Linked DNA regions of Mus musculus: region 2 is linked to region 1. A link is a contact called in public Hi-C data. All regions are on one chromosome and are shown on one strand. Each heading gives the region's core, a stretch centred on a gene start, on an enhancer-like site or on the middle of the called end of the contact. The rest is flanking DNA. Distances are from core to core; before and after follow the strand shown.

Region 1 (2,722 bases), core at 97-2,596:
TGCTCCTCTCAAGGAGAATGCTAGAAAGTAGCTCTGCTCCAAGCCTAGGGGAACACTGGACCATTTTCCCTCGAACACACCTCTGGTCCTTCCTCTAAAGGAGGGAAAGGGGTGGAGTTGGAGGTAAATCCCTGACACCAGCAGCCTAGGAAACGTAGCCCTGGAAGATGAGGAAAGAGACAACGCTGGGGAGAGCACTGTTATCTTCGCAGGAGAGATGAGAACGACAAGGTAGAGAGAAAGCTTTCCCCGAGGGGTAGGGCGGAACGAGGAGGCCTGGTGTGCAGGAGGTGGGAGTGGGCTGGTGGTAGAGGTGAGACAAGGGGGAGTGACTGGCAAGGTGAAGACCTGGCTGGGGAGGGAGGGAGGGTTGGTCAGGTTTTCAGAAGCAAGGTGCAGGAAGGGACCTGGATTTCCCAAGGGCCAGGATAAGAACCTGGCTCTGGATGAAGCCACCACCCGAGAGATGTCCAAGGGGGAAGACTGCCCTAGGAGTAACACATCTGCCCAGGGAAGGAGGCGGAGATGTGGCGGGATCAGGTCTCTGGCAGAGGGAGGGAGGAATCTGGCTCGGATGAGGTAATCTGTGAAAGGGAGGAGGGGTTCAGTCCCGGGATGGGAAACCCCCGCAAGGGGGTCTGTGCCAAGGGATTTGGGGAAGGGTCCAGGGGAAGAAGGCGGGACGGGGGCTAAAGGCCCTCAACTAGAAGGGTCTGAGCCCTCGGGTAAGGGCGCCTGGGGGTCTGCAGCCCATAACGGGGGTCCTGAGATGGGAGGGCCATTTGCCCCACGTTAGGGACCCCAGGATGTTTCCAGAATTGGGATGCTCCTCAGACCTGCATGGGGGAGGGGAGGGGTTCTTCAGAGGGTCGAGACCCCGGACCTTGGGGTTCCTCGCCCCCTTACCTCTCCGCTGCCGCCTCCCCCGCCGCTCTCCCCAAACACTGCCCGGAACCGGCGCAGGTTGGTGCCGATGGCGGCCGAGACCTGCAGCGCCGCGTCGAAGCCCGGGCCCACCCGGAGCAGGGCCGGCCCTGAGGAGGCTGAGGACGATGACGAAGACGAAGACGAGGCGGACGACGAAGAGGCTGCTGAGGCGGCGGCCGCTCCCCCTGGAACCCCAGCCCCGCTGCTTCCCGCCGCCGCCGCCGCCACCGCCGGGGGGGAGGGGGGCGCCCCGGGGCCGCCACCGCCGGCCTGGGGCCCGGGGGGAAGCAGCAAGGCCGGGACGCGTTGCCGCGGGGCGCCCCCTAGGCCCCGGCGCCCCCCGCCGCCGCCGCCCCCGGTGGTCCCGGGTCGGGCGGGGAAGCGCCACCGACAGCTGTGCGCCATGTTCGCCCCGTAAGTGAAGCAGCGAGAGGGAGAGGCGACAACACAGGGGGGCGGGGAGGCGGAGGGGGGGGAGCGGCGGGCCCCGGAACCTGCCTAACCCGCCTGGCGCCGCCCAGATGGCCGTACCCCGCGGCCCGCTATGCCGAGCGCCGGGTGGCGCCCGCCTGCCCTGCAATCTGCATATGAGCCTCTGGCCTCCGCCTCCGCCGCCCGGAGGCCGCTGCTCTATGCCGAGCCCCGGGCCCGGCTCCTCCCGCCCGGCAACCTGGATAAGTGCATGCCCCGCCCTCCGGGAGCGGCAGCGCCAGGGAAGATGAGGGGGGGAAGGAAGCCCTGGAGCCCGGAGCGGAGGCGGGTTCCGGGGAGAGGGGGGAGGGGGCGAGGGCGGCGGGAGGATGGAGGCGGAGGGAGCGGGTGGCCCGCAGCCGAGAGAGCCGAGAAGCCGATTACACACGTTCCCGGGACGCGCAGGGACTTGAGCGGCCCAGGAGAACCGCTTCCAGTGCGGCGCGGCTGCTGGGTCCCCGGAGGAGCGAGCCTTCTCCGCCGCTTTGGAGAGCGGCGGGCTTAGCCCTTATGGAACGCTTCTAGAATCCAGAAAGCTCCATTGTACTCCATGCAAAACCCAAGCGTCGCCCAATTGATTCTATGCAAAATGGCAAGGCTCTCGGCGAACGCGCCTTAAAAAAATAAAATCCAATAAAAGAGGAGCCCCTCCCATCTTCACGCTTGGAGCTCTTTCCAAAATCCACACAACCGTGTGGTCGGCCTCTGCCACCTCCTCGCTCCACTGTGCGCTGGAGGGAGGTGAGGGGCTTCTGGTTTCCGTGCCCTTCTCCGGAGTTGGGGTGTGTTTTCCCAGTCCAGGCGTTGGAGCCACAGCGTGCGCTCCGCAAACGACCTGGCGTTACAACGGAGCTGAAACTGGGTGGCTAACGGACAGGGCCTGGAGGGAAGAGGCGGGCAAAGGCGCCCCGCCCCTTCTTCCTCCGCTTCCAGCCTGCCGCTGCATGCAAAGCAGACCCTAATGTATGCACACGGAGGGAGGGGGCTCGCCAGCACATTTCTCATGATTGGGAGGGGGGGGGTTTGAAGCCCGGCGTAGGGCATTATGATACACAGGGTTAGCAAGCCGAGAGGGAGGGAAGAGGGGTAGGGCAGTGCCGGGGGTTGATGGTGGGGTGAATATCCACGGGATTTACTTTATTGCAGGAAATGGGAGACGGCGCCTCCAGCGAGGCGTTAGAAGCCTGCGGGGATGGAAAAGCCAAGGAGGGAGGGAGAGATTGCTGCCCGAAGAATTTGCCTTGGCTGAGGCTTAGGGATCGATACACTGCCTGCAGACCCGGAGCAGCCTCCATCTCCCCCAACCCCCAGCCGAGGTGGAGTT
Region 2 (2,722 bases), core at 130-2,629, 61 kb after region 1:
TATGAGTCTAATCAATGCCTGTTGGCTTGTGGCCAACTTCCCCTTAGGTCTGCTCAGCTCAGTGAAGGGTTGGCTTCTCATTGATATGTATGGCAGAATTGTGGACTTTCATTTTGCAGCAAATGTGCCCTTTTGTGCATAAAAATTGTTTCCTTTAGCCCCCACACATAACACCCTCCACTCCTCCCCCCCAAAGCAAATCTAAAAACCATAGTACACCGTAAACATAGTCAAACCAGCAGGCTAGAAGTAACATAAACCCAGGTTTACTGCTTACCCAACTCCGGCTGCAGGAACCAGCTTTGGTTGACATAATTAGTAAAAGTTCAGCATCTGTCAGCCACTGGTCCAGCTTCTGGTATTCTGGTTAACTATTTTAACCAGGGACCAGCAATGGAATCCTATTAGGTACCCTATATGCAGGTTCAAATTCTGTGAGCAAAGTCCTCTGCTTATTAAACCTCACCACAGCAGGCAGAATGTTTGTGGCTCTAGCCAGTGACTGGGGCAAGTGTCCCACACATCACCTTTCTATGCTTCCAGTGAAAATGGTGATAAAATGAAGGACATGCTCCAGGGAGTCTGCTGACGTCTCCAAGATGTCCTCAGCAAAGCGCCGGAGGAAAATGAGGAAATCACCCAAGTTATCTGCAAAAAATTCTGAAAAAGATTCACTGGAATTAGCCAAACATCTGTTCATTGGTCTCAAACAACATCCCAGTACCTCCTTCACATAAATTAACAAAGGTTAAAAAAAAGTTTAACTCTTTTATGTACCAGGGATGGTGTTAAGTCAGTAGGATCTCTTACGTGCGTATCAAGCTCTGTTCTTATCTGAGGAAGTGCATGGACAGCAGTGACACAGGACTCTTTACACTAGCACTGCATGCCTCCATAGGTTGGCCACAGTTTAAGCCACCCTTTAGGTGTGGCTAGTTACACTAGGTGACTGCAATAAGGACCTCCAGGCTGGTCCTCTAACTGCTTTCCCTTTTGGCACTGAGATCTTTGCAAAGTCTCTTTGTGCATCATTCTAGACTAGGAAGTCCCCTGCTGTATGCAGCGAAGGACATCATCATCGCTCGAGACGGGGACACACCCGGGGGTATGCAGTAGAGACATCATTTTCAAGGTAAGTTGAGAGAGTTTGCAGTTTTCATTTTGGTCACCTGTGCTGCCACATCATGAGTGGCAGACACTAAGAGATGTGTTAGGCTATTGGCAAGCAGCTGAGGCCCGTTGACAACTAGTCAACTGGGCTTGTAAGTAGATCCTCCAGCCCTCGTTGAGTCCTCAGAATCTATGGCTCTGACTGACGGCTTGACCATAACCTCATTGGCACTCTGAGATAGAATCACATGGCCAAGTGCTCCAGGATTTCTGACGCAGAGGACTGTGTGAGATAGTGTTTGCTGTTTTAAGCTGCTATGTTTGGGGAGTAACTTGTTACATAGCAATATGAGACCAGCACAGTGTTCAAGAACATTTAATCTGATTAGTGAACAACATTTACTGACCCCTTACTGACATACATACACACAATTTCCCTTCTGAGTTAGTAAGAGGGGATTTTTTTTTTCCTAAAAAAACAAAACAAAACAAAAAACCCCAAAAACCCTCAGGGAGGGTTAGACAGGCAGTTGAATCTTTGAAAGTCAAACAATATTAACGACAGACACTAAGAGCTGTGAAAACCCTGACTGCAGTTCATCTCTGGCAGGCTGTTTTCTGACAGTCCCACTATCAGGGACACAAAGCTGGAGAAGCAACTACTGGGGCCCCATGATTTGGCCAGGAGATTCTTGTAAGTTTGAGTAGCTTCTCTAAAAACAATGAAATGATAACTAAGGAAGGCTATTTTGAGGATTAAGCTTCCAAGGTGACCCAGTTAAACTTAGGTGGCTATTAATAGGTTGTTTCCAAGGGACAGGCTGCTTACCTGGCACATAAGCCAAAGAGCTGTAGCCATCTGGCAAAGGGAAACTTAGTTCTATTGGCTGGGAGCCCTCATTGCCTATGGCCAGTTGAACCAGCAGAACAGCCATGGACACCTGCAAATTCAGACAGTTTTGCAGCATCTGGGGTTCAGTCATAGCAGTCTTGGTAGAGAGATAGATGGTCATCAGGCGTTCGAACTGCTCACGGAGATTGTCAGCAGCAGGGCTAGAACTCTGCTGAGCATCCCGCCAGGCAACCTGCAGCCGATGCAGATTTTGGTTGATTTTTACCATCTGATCATGCAACCTGCCCCCAAGAAAGCAGAAGAGACTAGGTCAGGGAGGCCCATGTGGGGGCAGTGTAGTATAGACCACACTGAAAAGCAAATCCTTGTTTGTTTTTTATAGTGTTCTATACTTGTAGAAAGTTGCAGGGTCAATGACACAGAAGGTACTCACAAAAGTTACCAGCTGGTCAGACGCAAGGTGCACTGTTCTCAGAAAATGTTACCATATGCACAACAAATCTGAAGCTAATTATGCAGAGTGAGTGGCCTCTCACAGGAGCAGGGTGCAGAGTGTGTGGTTATTATGGAAAACAGACATTTTAATGATGCAGAGTATGAGCAGCCCAGTACAAGCTTTAGAGTACATTGGTGAGGTCAGAGGATAATCTTTGCACAGTGAGAAAACTATGTAGGTGAAAAAGACTTGATTCTAACAACCACACCTAGAGCAGCCATATTCAGGCACACAACCTAAGAGCATCGCCCAGCCTTCTGAAG

The links. A called contact is a pair of places that touch in the nucleus more often than the background predicts.
Region 2: a contact with region 1 is called in a Hi-C map of rod photoreceptor, with 1.9 times the contacts expected there. The contact joins the enhancer-like site here to the promoter of Kmt2a in region 1. A contact is called at or near these places in 8 of 39 promoter capture datasets (3T3-L1-derived adipocytes, embryonic stem cells, fetal liver and 3 more), 1 of 484 Hi-C or Micro-C datasets (rod photoreceptor), 4 of 115 datasets of contacts at active chromatin or transcription factors (the SCID.adh cell line, embryonic midbrain and embryonic stem cells) and 4 of 9 other capture datasets (adipose tissue, embryonic stem cells, liver and 1 more).

Annotation. Positions count from the first base shown.
Region 1 is chr9:44,879,943-44,882,664 of GRCm38.p6, forward strand. It overlaps Kmt2a (lysine (K)-specific methyltransferase 2A), which reads right to left and starts at 1,347. Exons shown (of 36, transcript NM_001357549.2): 1 at 907-1,347. The coding sequence starts at 1,332. Gm39326 (a long non-coding RNA gene) reads left to right here. Exons shown (of 4, transcript XR_870694.3): 2 at 1-2,722.
Region 2 is chr9:44,940,627-44,943,348 of GRCm38.p6, forward strand. It overlaps Ube4a (ubiquitination factor E4A), which reads right to left. Exons shown (of 21, transcript NM_001346698.1): 12 at 1,940-2,244; 13 at 528-660. Among named protein-coding and RNA genes, the nearest start is that of Atp5l, 21 kb to the left of the region's middle. Within about 2 kb of position 1,380, at least 11 of the 459 cell types and tissues checked have an H3K27ac peak or open chromatin away from gene starts, as enhancers often do. A contact at or near this core is called in pancreatic islet and rod photoreceptor, where this site is marked.